Regions from separate parts of the Mus musculus genome. Here region 1 is linked to region 2. The links are chromatin contacts, called in public HiChIP or PLAC-seq maps. All regions are on one chromosome and are shown on one strand. Each heading gives the region's core, a stretch centred on a gene start, on an enhancer-like site or on the middle of the called end of the contact. The rest is flanking DNA. Distances are from core to core; before and after follow the strand shown. Region 1 holds the start of Calml4 (calmodulin-like 4). Region 2 has its middle 17 kb from the start of Gm35658.

Region 1 (6,136 bases), core at 702-3,201, 220 kb before region 2:
CTGGTCCTCAGTACTGTGTGGAGAGAGCTGGACTCCATTGTGAATTCTGAGCATCCTGAATTCTTACGGGGCTGAAGGCTTCATACAGGTTCTTTGAGGTTCTCCTCACAGACCCACTACTTCATAAGTTACCAGAACAAATCCTGGCACTCACTGGATCACCGAACCAGTGCATAAGCACCAAGAGATGCCTGGACTGCCGTCTGCTGGCCACAGGAGCTCTGGTCTCTGAAAGGGAAACCAAGTTCTGACATGCTTTGAGTGTTTCTCACCACACACTTGGAGAGCCTGGAGCACTCTCCAGCTCCATTAGTGATGATATAAAGAATGTTCATAAAATCTATACTAGTAAATGATTTAGGACGGTCATGCATGCGCGTACGCACACCCACACACACCCACACACCAATGGAAACAAAACCAAACAACAAAAGAAGGGAGAGTTGACAGGTGTCAGGATGCCCTTAGGGGCACATGGCTGACCCCAGTACTCAGTTACTAAAACCCAAGAAGATGCCTCACCCGCCTCTGAGCCCATCACAGAGGTAGGGTATTTGGGGGCCTCAGTTCTGTACCCACCTGTCAAAAAGTACTGCCTACCTCCCTTGCTCTTCCATGACAACTAAACTGTGTCCCCCCAGCCTTCCCCACTCCCACCATACCCACCCCCCACCAAACCTAGGCCCCCAACTATACCTACCCCTCCATACCTAGGCCCCACCATATCTTGCCTCCCCAACCATACCTACCCTCCAAATCATACCTACCCCCCACAAAGTGGGTCAGAACCTCAAGATTCTCACATCTAAAGCAGGTAAGAAGAGGTAGATGGCTCAGGAGAAAAAACAAAACCATTCCACATGGAGGTGTCAGGACCAGAGGGAGGCCATGAGTTTGTGTGCCCTCAGATGGGTTAGCAGGAGACCTTAACTCTCTTCCTCTGGCACCTGCAGCCTTTGGTAGCTCTCATTTGCTCCCTTGCTCCCTGTGTAGTACACAGGCTATGTGACCACACACAGTGACTGACAGTTGGACCAGGCTGGATTTAGCACTTTGTAGGCAAACCAGTCAAGGAGTGTGGATGAGGGAAAGGAGACTTTCAGACCAACCTGAGAACCTAGTCATGCCCAGGGCCCAGTACCAGTTCTAGGAGGCACCCTTTTTCCTGTCTCAGGGGACGGGGAGAGGAATAGAGGGCTGAGAAATTCAGAGTCAGCAGCTTATTATAATACGGGAAAGGGCGAGACGAGGAAGGGAGAGGAACTTCCTGCCTGGTCAGGTCAAACTCCAAGTTCCCTGAGCGGCTAGCTTAAGACTCAGCCCCAGCACCCAACACCATCCCCAGCCCCTAGGAAGTAGAATTGGCTGTGTATTGGCCTTTGGATTATCCTAGCAGCCCATAACGTAGCTGGTGAGGAAACTGAGGCATACAAGAGACGGACGGTCCTCAGCGTGTCCCCAGACATAGTGCATCTGCAAGGCTGTGTTTGAAGCGTCTCTGAGCACTGCTCCCTTGGATAGCTTCTTCTGGAGAGACCGTGTGTGTGTGTGTGTGTGTGTGTGTGTGTGTGTGTGTGTGTGTGTGCGCGCGCGTGCGTGTGCGCGCGTGCTATCTGGCTCCAGCAAGGAGCCCAGCTTAGCCTCGGGAGAGAGCAAAGCTTCCTAAGACAGACTCAGACCAGGACAGAGTCAGCCCCACCCGGAGCCCCCTTTCAGAAGTTAGGCTTCCAAGAAGGAACACCCAAATTGTCCAGTTGCTGCAGAGCCCCAGCCTCCGGGGGCAGGGGCCTCCAGGAGAGTCTGTAAATGGTTTCCTCACAATCACCCTTCTCAGGACGGTGGGGGCATCCACTACTCAGCCGGAATTTGACTCTCATGGCATAGAGCCCGGTCTCCGTGGCAGCGGAGGATTTATTACCAGGCCTCCGCCCAGCATGCTGGACTTTCGACTCCAAGCTGGAGTAAAGAGAACCAAACTCAGTTCCAGGAGTAAGGGGAGCCTGAGGATGGTGAGTGAGGGGCTGTGCCGGAAGGAGGTGGGAAGGGCCCCCGCTGAAGCCCCCTCTTGACTGTTCTTTCTCTGCTACAGGCCAAGTTCCTTTCCCAGGACCAAATTAATGGTAGGTTGGGTTTGTTCTTTAATTAGTAATTCGCCACAAAATGTGTGTCTCATTAGGCAATTTGCTTTGCTGGGTTTTGTTGGTAGGAAGGAAGGCCCCGAGGGGTGGACAGCTGGCCCACCCACAGGCTTGGGGCCAGGTGCTGTGGGGCAGCTGGTTATCTGTTTGGGGGTGGCCCTGAAGACCGACTAACTGACTTCCAGGGCTTGTTATATGTCAGTGTGACTTTCAAGCTGGGTCATAAAAGTGAGCTTGCTTAGTGCTCCAGAGAGCCTGGAAACGGGTCTGGGTGGGAGGCTGGTCATGGAGAAAGGTCACTAACATAGTAATTGAACCAGAGATGGGGGATGGGGCTTTGTAGTCAGTGTAGACAGGCAACAGAACTCAGGGTTACACGCTGGGGCAGGATATTTCTTTATGGACCTTAGACTGTAAAATGAGGGGCTCAGCTGGCACCTCCTGCCTAGTTCAGTGTGGGCACCTTGTTCTTGGGCTTCCCACAGAGCAGAGTTCTGTTTCCCCAAGAGCAGAAAGGCAGAATTAAGTTACACAGGACCTGGCAAACACCTGGCCAGGGATCTGGTGGCTGAGTTTCTGGCAGAGAGGCCAGAGTGCAGCACAGGCCCTTTACGGGATAACTCTCTTTTCCCTGAGGCTGAGCCCCTACACCTGCCCCAACATAGGAGGGAAACAGCCTTGGTAACCCCCTTCTCATTGCCGCTGACATGACACCTTGTCGGTGAGCTAGAACTGCAGGTACACAGGGACACGGAGCTCTGGTGCAGGACACTGTCCAGCAGGCCACAGGGGTGGCTTCTGGTTACCCCAGCAAGGATCTATCCCAGAGATGTAAATGACTAGAGTACAGTCTAGAGCAGGGAGTGACAGCGATGTGTGCCTATTGGTCCTACTCTTAGATTCCTCAACTCCCTATCCCCAAACTAAGGCCCAGAACAGAGGGGACAGTGAGGAGACTCTGCTACACAGAGCCTAGCCCACAGTTAGGGGCCAGGGGCTGGCGGACAATCCACTATGGGAGAATTTGTACTGCTCTTGCAGAAGACCTAAGTTTGGTTCCCAGTACATATACAAGAACTGATCACCATCACCTGTAACTCCATCTCCCAGGGCAAAGGAAACCTTTGGCCTCCTGGGGCACCTGTATGCGTGCATGTGCACACAATGGAAAGTAAAGTCTTTGAAGGGGGGACCTAAGCTAGAGGCCACCTGTCAGCCTCACCAGTCCCCCTACTCTGTCTGGACAACGGACTCACTGCCCCCTCGCTCCCATGGCTTTTGAAACAACTAGAAAGGAAGAAGGCGAATTCTCTTTGTATCCCAGTGTCTAACACCAAGAAGGTGGCCATGAGTGTTTAGAGTTGGAAGCCTGGACAGGGTTGGGCGAGGAATGGGGCTTTGGAAGCTCCCAGGCCAGTCACCTTTGAGTCTCAGTTTTCTTGTCTGAGAAGAGGGTCAACGATGCATCCTGATGTGTTTACCTCACTTCTACTTTACTTCAGCAAGAGTCCTTTCTCTGTGCTAACCCTGCCCTGTGCCAGCCCTTCCCCAGGTGTTAAAAACTGAGCAGGGGGCCGGAAGGTACCCCCCATTCTTGGGGTCACAATCAAGGAGAGTGAAAGACAGAATGGACAGCAGTGAATGAGGGGTGGGGCCACACTGAGAGGACTGGAGGGGTGTGTGTGTGTGTGTGTGTGTGTGTGTGTGTGTGTGTGTGAAGGAGACTGAGGATCGGGGTCCTCAGGCAAGCCAGGTATTCTGGGGATCTTGTTATCTTGGTCTAGCATAGTGAGAAAAGACTGCAGGTACTGAGGGCCCACCAAGCACTGTGATGCAGGACAGTGTCCAGCAGGCTCCAGAGGTGGCTTCTGGTGACCCAGGAAGGGATCCCAGCGTTGTAAAGGACCAGAGCTTGGACAGATGGCGGAGGGGAGGGAGAAGGCGGAAGGGGGGTTGGAGGCGGCAGCTGGAGAGATGGCTCAGCAGTTAAGAGCACCTGAGAGAGGGAGATAGGTTCCCTGCAGTCACGCTGGGTGACTCAACACCACCTGGAATTCCAGCTCCAGGGAATCTGGCTCTGCAGGTTTGAAGAGATGGATGGGGGCTGGAGAGATAAAGGCACCTGCCCCCAAGCCGGGGGCGGGGGGGTTCCTCCCAGCCCAGCACATGGTGGAAAGAACCATCTCCCCCACAAGATACTCTCTGACTCCCACACATATATACACTAAAAAAAAAACAAAATAAACAGTGATCTGGAGAGATGGCTCAGCTACAGTGTACTCATATACTTAAGATAAATCTTCAACTAAAATAAAATGTATTAAAATTCTTAAGAGAAAAAAGAGGGGCTGGAGAGATAGCTCAGAGGTTAAGAGCACTGACTGCTCTTCCAGAGGTCCTGAGTTCAATTCCCATCAACCACATGGTGGCTCACAACCATCTGTAATGGGATCTGATGCCCTCTTCTGGTGTGTATGAAGACAGCGACAGTGTGCCCACATATATGAATTAAATAAAGAAATCTTTAAAAAATTAAGAAAAGAAAGAAAAGGTGGGTCTGTCAATGCTGGAAGAGAACACATATGTCAGTTTGCTCAGAGGCTGGCCTCTGTTTAATCCTTGCTCTAGGCCCTGGTTACCAATATAGGGGAATGCAGTGTGCTTGTCTGGACAGCCAGCAGATCCTGCTCCCCACCCCCAACCCCAGGCTTCAGCTCCTTCCTTGGAACATGGAAGGGATTAGGGGATTAGGGCAACTCACCCCACGGCATCTCCATCTGCAGAGCTGGGATCTTACCCAAGCTCCCAGGTGGCTTGGCTTTGCCTCCAGGGGCCCCAGAGGGAAGAGGCAGGACAGATAGGACAGCTTTGCCAGGTGTGCAGCAGCAGCAGGGAAGAAAGGACAGCAAAAAGAGCCATGGGCCAGCTCTGCCGAGCCCTAGGCACCCTTCCCGGCAGTTCCACATCGGGACCAGGACCTGCCTGAGGACAACATTAGAGTTCAGGAGCCAGGTCCTAGACAAGTGAGAAAAAGTAGCCACACTCAGCTCTGACAATGATAAACCCCTGCCTAAGAGAGCATCAGAGAACCACTGCCCGCCATTTGCCTCCTAGGGGATTCTGCAGACAGAGGTGAGACTGTCTCATCAATGTTACAAAGGTCCCCGGAGTCTGGCAGCCCTACCAACTTTTGAGTGGCATCTTAAGGAAGAGAGAAGGCAAGGAGGGGAGGCTTACTCTACCTGGAACTGCAGCTCCAGGGCATATCCACCCTTCTGGCATCTTGGGTGGCTTCACCCATGTGTCACTCACTCATGACACATACAAATAAATAAAAATAACACAAATAAATCTTCAACAATTAGCTCATCTTTCTCTGAATTCTATTTGACTTGTTGGTTTTATATCTGTATGACATTCATGTATTTATGTAGTGAGTGTGTATACACATACTGTGAATGTCAGAAGACAACTTGCAGGAGTTGCTTTTTCTTAAACCGTGTGGGTCCTGGGAATCAAATTCAGACTTGGCGGCAAGCACTGTATTAGTCAGGGTTCTCTAGAGTCACAGAACTTATGGATAGTCTCTAGATAATAAAGGAATTTATTGATGACTTACAGTCGGCAGCTCAATTCCCAACAATCGTTCAGTCACAGCTGTGAATGGAAGTCCAAGGATCTAGTAGTTACTCAGTCTCACGCAGCAAGCAGGCGAAGGAGCAGGAGCAAGAGCTAGACTCCCTTCTTCCAATGTCCTTATATTGTCTCCAGCAGAAGGTGTAGCCCAGATTAAAGGTGTGTTCCACCACACCTTTAATCCCAGATGAAAGGCATAGCCCAGATTAAAGGTGTGTTCCTTAACTCGGAGATTCAATCTTCTGGAATCCATAGCCACTATGGCTCAAGATCTTCAAACCAAGATCCAGATAAGGATCTCCAAGCCTCCAGATAAGGGTCACTGGTGAGCCTTCCAATTCCGGATTGTAGTTCATTCCAAA
Region 2 (5,952 bases), core at 356-2,855:
CAGTTTTAACTTTAGCTCCAAAGATATGACATATGACATTCTCTTCTGGCCTCTGAGGACACTAGCACACATGTAGGACACACACACACACACACACACACACACCAGTAGCTGGAGTTGTGAGAAAGCACTTGTGTTGCAGGCATGAAGCCCTGGGTTAAGCACCTTGTAAAAATCGGGCTTTGTGACACCCACCTAAAACCGTAGAGGCAGGGGTTCAGGAGTTCAAGGTCACCCTTAGCTATGTGGCAAGTTTGAAGCTAGCCTGGGCTATGTTAAACCCTGTCTCAAAAATTAAATAATTTTTAAAAGTTTTAAATGCACACCCCAAGAGCTAAGGATGTTAGCAGTGGAAGTTTCCTTTCAGGTGGTGTCTGCTTCCACATCCTTCACCGTTTTATGAATCCTTTACAAGGGATGTGTATTTCTTAAGTAATTAAAAACACTAAAGAAAGAAAAAGGTTAAATTAAATTTAAATGATAAACAACAATTCCAATATACTCAGAGAATTTAACATGCCCTGTAGAACTAATTTTATCTTGAAAATATGAAGAGATTAGATACATAAAACAGAGAACTTAAATTATTAAAACAAAACCAAACAAACAAAACCCAGCCTGGGAGGAATCGCTGCTCTCCCACTGTGAGGCAGGAAGGAAGTTGAACCCAGCCAAAGCTGAGGCCCCAGGTGGCCCAAATGAATGACCCACGGATCCTTGAGGCAGTTTGAAGATAAATCTAAAACACATTCTCTCTGGAGAGCAACAGGATTAGATGCATAGAGGGATCTGACACTTTGAAATTCCCACTGCTCCCCCTGCAGAAGAAAGAATCAGACCTGGACCCATGAGCCATGTATTAATGTGAAGTTTCTCTCTGGTGCTTGCTGCTTCCCGGCTTGATGGTCTCCTCCCGGTAGCTAACCTCAGTCACCTCAGCCGACTTTTACATAATCTAGTGCCCTCCTGATCTTTTCATTTCTGCTTTCTACCTAAATCTCCTTTGTCTGAAGACCTCCCGATGTCAGTCATCCACACTCTAGCATAAATAAGTCTCCGCCACACACTTCCTGCCTTTTGCTTTGCTTGTTGGGCTGAGTTCTAAGTGAGTAACTGAGGTGTCACCCAGCGGCTGCTAACTGGTGGAGAGGGCTGGGATGTGGAAGAAGGCTCTTTCCTGGACTTCTGCAAAGCTGTCCCTCTGTGTGTGTGACATTAAAGTCGGTGTCCCAGGGTTCTATAAAGTAATCGGTTGGACTAGTGACTTTGAGGTGGCCCCGATTCTCAGAAATTTGTGCCCGAGGTCCTTAGGTTTGAGGCGGAGAAACTGGGGGAGACTTGAGGACCAGTATTGGGTTTGCAGCTTCTAAAACAAGAGAAGGAAGAGATGCATCCCACATGCTGCTGCTCACCGCCTCGCCCCACCTTCCTCCTGACCTGTGTCTCTAGAGAGAAGATCAAACAAAGAGGTTGTCCAGGGTGGTGGAATGTGATGTTTGGTTAAAGTCCCAGGCTGGCTATGATTATAGTCGCAGTGGCTGGGGAGACGCCCTGGGGAATGTGGTGGGAGGGGTTCCAGTCCCTGAGAACGTGTGCTTAGGAGCACACACACTCACACCCACATGTGCACATGAGCTGTTAACTCGGGCCTCAAGACCCACTGCTACCCCAGAGACACCTTTCTTGAGTGGTTTTCAGGAATGTGTGCTTTCGCCTAGGAAGACTGAAAAACTCCGTGAAGTAGGAGCCCACAAGTAGACCTTCTTCCCATCAGAGGAACATAGGATAAAAAGGAAAGTTAAACAAACAAATCAGCAGTAAGGTAGCTGACCCAACTCCTCCCTGTAAAGACAATAGGATCCTCAGCTCTGTGCCCCAAAGGCCTCTTCTATGTCTCATCCCACAGGCCTGATCCCAGGCTCAGATCAGAGCATCCGGTGCCTAGCAACAAGAAGGCATCTGGCCCAAGGGCCTGCACGTACACACTCTTATCGGCTTTAGGCCACACAGGACGCCCAGGAAGGCTAGAGGCAGGCTAGTGACATTCTTTCCACCAAAGGGACGTCAATAGGAGTCATCACCAACAGACTTCAAGCCAGGAATCAAGGGTTTTAGGTGATCCTAGCCTGCTCTGGGCTCCCAGGCTGGGGTTTAGTCTGGTGAGCTGCTAGTGGAATACTTTGAATGAGTTGGTCATGAGAGCAAGTGTCACTGAGCATGGTTTTGGCCAGGGCTGGGATGCCAGTGATCTGCAGCACCTCTGCCCTCAGCTTCTCTGTGATCAGTGACATTCCCCAGAATTCTTGGTCAAATGTAAGAGGTGGGGCAGCTGCTGTTCCTGTTTGTAAAGACACTGGGACACAGCTGGTTTGGGACTCAGAGTTTATGCTCTATCTGCCATGTGCCTTATCTGTCCTCCCCTCTGTGCTGAGTAGGAGCAGAGCCATTTTCCCAACCCAGTCCTCTCCTCCCTCCCTCCCTCCCTCCCTCCCTTCCTTCCCTCCCTCCCTCCCTCCCTCCTTTCTTCCTTCCTTCCCGCTATGATTTTAGATAGGGTCTCAGTATCTCACACTGTCTTCAAGCTCCAAGGATCACCTTGAACTTCTGATCCTCTTGTCGTTACCTCCCAAGGGCTGAGATCACAGGTGTGTGCCACCTTGCTCAGTTTATGCAGTACTGGAGATAGAACCAGGGCTTTGTGTGTGCCAGGCAAGCCCTCTACCATCTGAGTCACAAACCCAGTCTGAGCTCTACTCTTGTGTTGGCCACTTCATTGCTGTGACAAACGCCTGAGAGAAATGAGAGGAAAGCCTTTCGATACTCAGCTGTTGATTCCAGTCTTGTGAGTGAGGTAGGATACCATGGTGGATGTGTGTGTGTGTGTGTGTGTGTGTGTGTGTGTGTGTGTGTGTGTGTTGTTCTATTTCTGACCTCCAGGAGGCAGCAACACAGAAAAGATAGAGCTATGGATAAGGCAGACCCTTCAGAGGTACACTAACAGTGGCCTAGTCAGTCCCTACCCCTTAAAGTATATTCAACTATGAATTTAAAAAATGAACCCATGAATCTATTCACCTCCCAACAACCTGACAGTCCTTAATATGGGAGCTTCCAGGAACATACTCAAACAGTCCTCAAAGCCCATGATTTTAACCCTCAATACAGCCTTATGGATTGGGAGGGGATAGTTGTCTTTAGGCCCCTCTTCCTCTCTGCTTTTCCCCAGAGTCCCAGCATCGGCACTCATGATGGAAGAAGCAGACAGCAGACCTACTCAGCTGAAGGTGTGGCAATCTAATGTGATCCTCATTCAGGCCAGGATGTGGGTCGAAGCACTAAGAAGAATGCATGTTCTAGGTTCTAAGAGAGACAACATCTCAAAAACAAAATGGACAAACAGTAGCAAAGCAAGCAGACAGTAGCAACAACAGCAAAAATAGAAAATTACTAAGATAAATGACCTAACGAGCTGTTAGCTGTGTTGCATTGTAGTACTTACCAGTAATCCCCAGTCTCTTTGTCTCAGTCATCATGATGGCTAATCTCAATTGTCTTTTGATGAGATTAAGAAAACAAACAAACAATCACCTGGGAGACTGGCTGTGGGGGAAACTTGATTGGGTTCTTTGAGGCTGGTAGCCCTGCCTACTGTGGGTGACACCATTCCCTGGGCTGGGATCCTGGGCTATATAAAGGGGGAAAGGTGAGCAGAGCACAAGCATTCGTTACTCTGTGCTTCTTGACTGTGGATGCAGTGTGACCAGCCACCACACGCTATGACTTCGTTGTAATGATAGACTGTAACTTCAAACTCAGAGCCCAAACAAATCCTTTCTCCCTTAAGTTGCTTTAGTCAGGATTTTATCACAGCAATGAGGTAAGTAACTAGAACAGTCAGTTTCTGTGGCTTTTCAACAAAGTTTGAGACCTGGATACCATTGTGGTTGGGGTCTGGAAGGGGTTACAGACTGCCAACTCTGCTCATCTTACAAGGTAAAAAGAGTGCTAGTGTACTCTCTGGGGTCCTTTTTTTGTTTTCTTTCCCTCCTTCTTTTCTTCCTTCCTCTCTCCCTTCCTCCCTACCTCTCTCCCTCCCTCCCTCCCTTCTTTCCTTCTTTCCTTCTTTCCTTCTTTCCTTCTTTCCTTCCTTCCTTCCTTCCTTCCTTCCTTCCTTCCTTCCTTCCTTCCTTCCTTTTCTTCTTAATTGTGCACATGTGAATGTGTGTGCATGCACCTGTGTGTATGTGTGTGTGTTGGTATATCTGTGCAGGCCAGAAGATAACTTGCAGGAATCAAGTTCTTTCTTTCTACCACATGGGTCCTGGGGCTCAAACTTAGGTCATCAGTCTTGATGGTGAGTTCTGATGTAAGGATTTATGTACCCCTGGCTGGCCTTTAACTCACTAATGTAACAAAGTTGACCTTAAATTACTTATCCTATTTCATTTCTCTGATTGCTAGGATTACAGGTATGAGCCACCACACTTGGTTGGGACTCCCTTTCCTTTTATGATTTATTTATTTTTATTTTATGTGTATGCGTCTTTTTACCTGCAGGTATATAGATGCACTGTGTGCCTGACTTGTTCCCAAGAAGACCAGTCATGGTCTTCAGCCTCTGCTAGGACCCCTTTTATAAGAGCACAAGTCTGACTCACTAGGGCCCCATCCCCAGCACCTAATTACCTCACAAAGGTCTCCACTTAATCCATCCCACTGGGGTAAGGATAGCAACATATGAGTGTAGACATGCAAACACTCAGATCACATCGTGGAATTGCAATAGCATCCTTGCCTTGAGATCAGAGTCTCCCCCCCCACCCCCACCCCCCAATTTGGTGTGCTTGAGATAAAGCCATGCTGTGTAGTCCTAGCTGTCCATGAAGTCATAGTAACTCACCTGTCTCATCTTCCTGAGTACTGGACTTGCAAGTATGAGCCATGGTACCTACTGGGATGCAATGATTATCCTTACCATGCTTAGCTCATAAGGAGAATCCTTATCTTAGACTGTCCAGCATGCCGAAAGAGAATAAGGCTTCTTGCTTTCTTTCCTTCCTTTTTAGACATTTTTCTTTTATTACTTATTTGGGAGAGGGCAGGCATGCCAGTATATGCATGTAGAGGTCAGACAGAAGACAGTTTGCCGTAGCATCTCTCTTCCACCATGAGGGTTCTGAAGAGTCCAGGCTCCCCAGCAGCCATCGCCACCTGCCGATCCACCACACGATCCACCTGGGAGGTAGGCCTTCTTCACTCTTCCTCTTCTGCCATCTTGAGAACTACCCCATTAGTTTTAACCTTCCTATATCTATTCACAACACTAGGGACTTTTTCCATGGTGAGTGATTTTTTTTTTAAGACAATGTTTACTTGGTAATAGCAGTGTTTAGAATCTGTGCAAAGGCAGAAAGGGCTCACACTAGCCTGGCCCTAAGAGGAAACTAAGTATAGGCAGGCAAAGCACTGGATCCTAACATCTACATTTGAAATACAGCCTACCAGGCTCTGCATTTCTCTACATTTCCACCAGATTCCTTTCTAGTTGCAAAGAGAAATCTTTCATTCCCAAAGGTGAAAATAGGTGTGCAGGTTGGTGCTCTGTCAGCTGAGGATTTCTTAAATGATGCTGTGTTCTCTTAAAAGTTTCTGCAGATTCTTATATTTTATTTCAAAACATATACTCATTTAATTTTAAATTGAAAAAGTAAAACAAAACCGCCATTCCTCCTCAATTGCTAGAAGAATCTTCAAATTGCCTCCAGGAGATGTACTGCGTTCAGGCTTTGGCTTCCTCTCTGCCCCATCTCTGCCTTACTCTCCCTCCAAGGCTGCATGCATCCCAGGTTGCCAACCCCAGGATACAAATCTCACAGTTCCCAGCTCTCCCAGCCTCTCATGCTGGCTGCCCACTATACAGACACAGTGTAAGTAATCACCATAAATAACATG

What was found. HiChIP or PLAC-seq counts read pairs in DNA pulled down with a chosen protein or histone mark.
Region 1: a FOXA1 HiChIP or PLAC-seq map of pancreatic cancer cells shows a contact between it and region 2. The contact joins the promoter of Calml4 here to the enhancer-like site in region 2. A contact is called at or near these places in 10 of 39 promoter capture datasets (the 3T3-L1 cell line, the C10 cell line, embryonic stem cells and 5 more), 9 of 484 Hi-C or Micro-C datasets (the HL-1 cell line, the N1E-115 cell line, bone marrow-derived macrophages and 5 more), 6 of 115 datasets of contacts at active chromatin or transcription factors (bone marrow-derived macrophages, differentiating embryonic stem cells, embryonic basal ganglia and 3 more) and 4 of 9 other capture datasets (adipose tissue, liver, macrophages and 1 more).

Annotation. Positions count from the first base shown.
Region 1 is chr9:62,856,153-62,862,288 of GRCm38.p6, forward strand. It overlaps Calml4 (calmodulin-like 4), which reads left to right and starts at 1,952. Exons shown (of 5, transcript NM_138304.2): 1 at 1,952-2,009; 2 at 2,090-2,120. The coding sequence starts at 2,007. It also overlaps the pseudogene Gm10653.
Region 2 is chr9:63,073,481-63,079,432 of GRCm38.p6, forward strand. No RefSeq gene overlaps it. Among named protein-coding and RNA genes, the nearest start is that of Gm35658, 17 kb to the right of the region's middle. Within about 2 kb of position 1,606, at least 72 of the 459 cell types and tissues checked have an H3K27ac peak or open chromatin away from gene starts, as enhancers often do. A contact at or near this core is called in the N1E-115 cell line, differentiating embryonic stem cells, embryonic stem cells and 3 more, where this site is marked.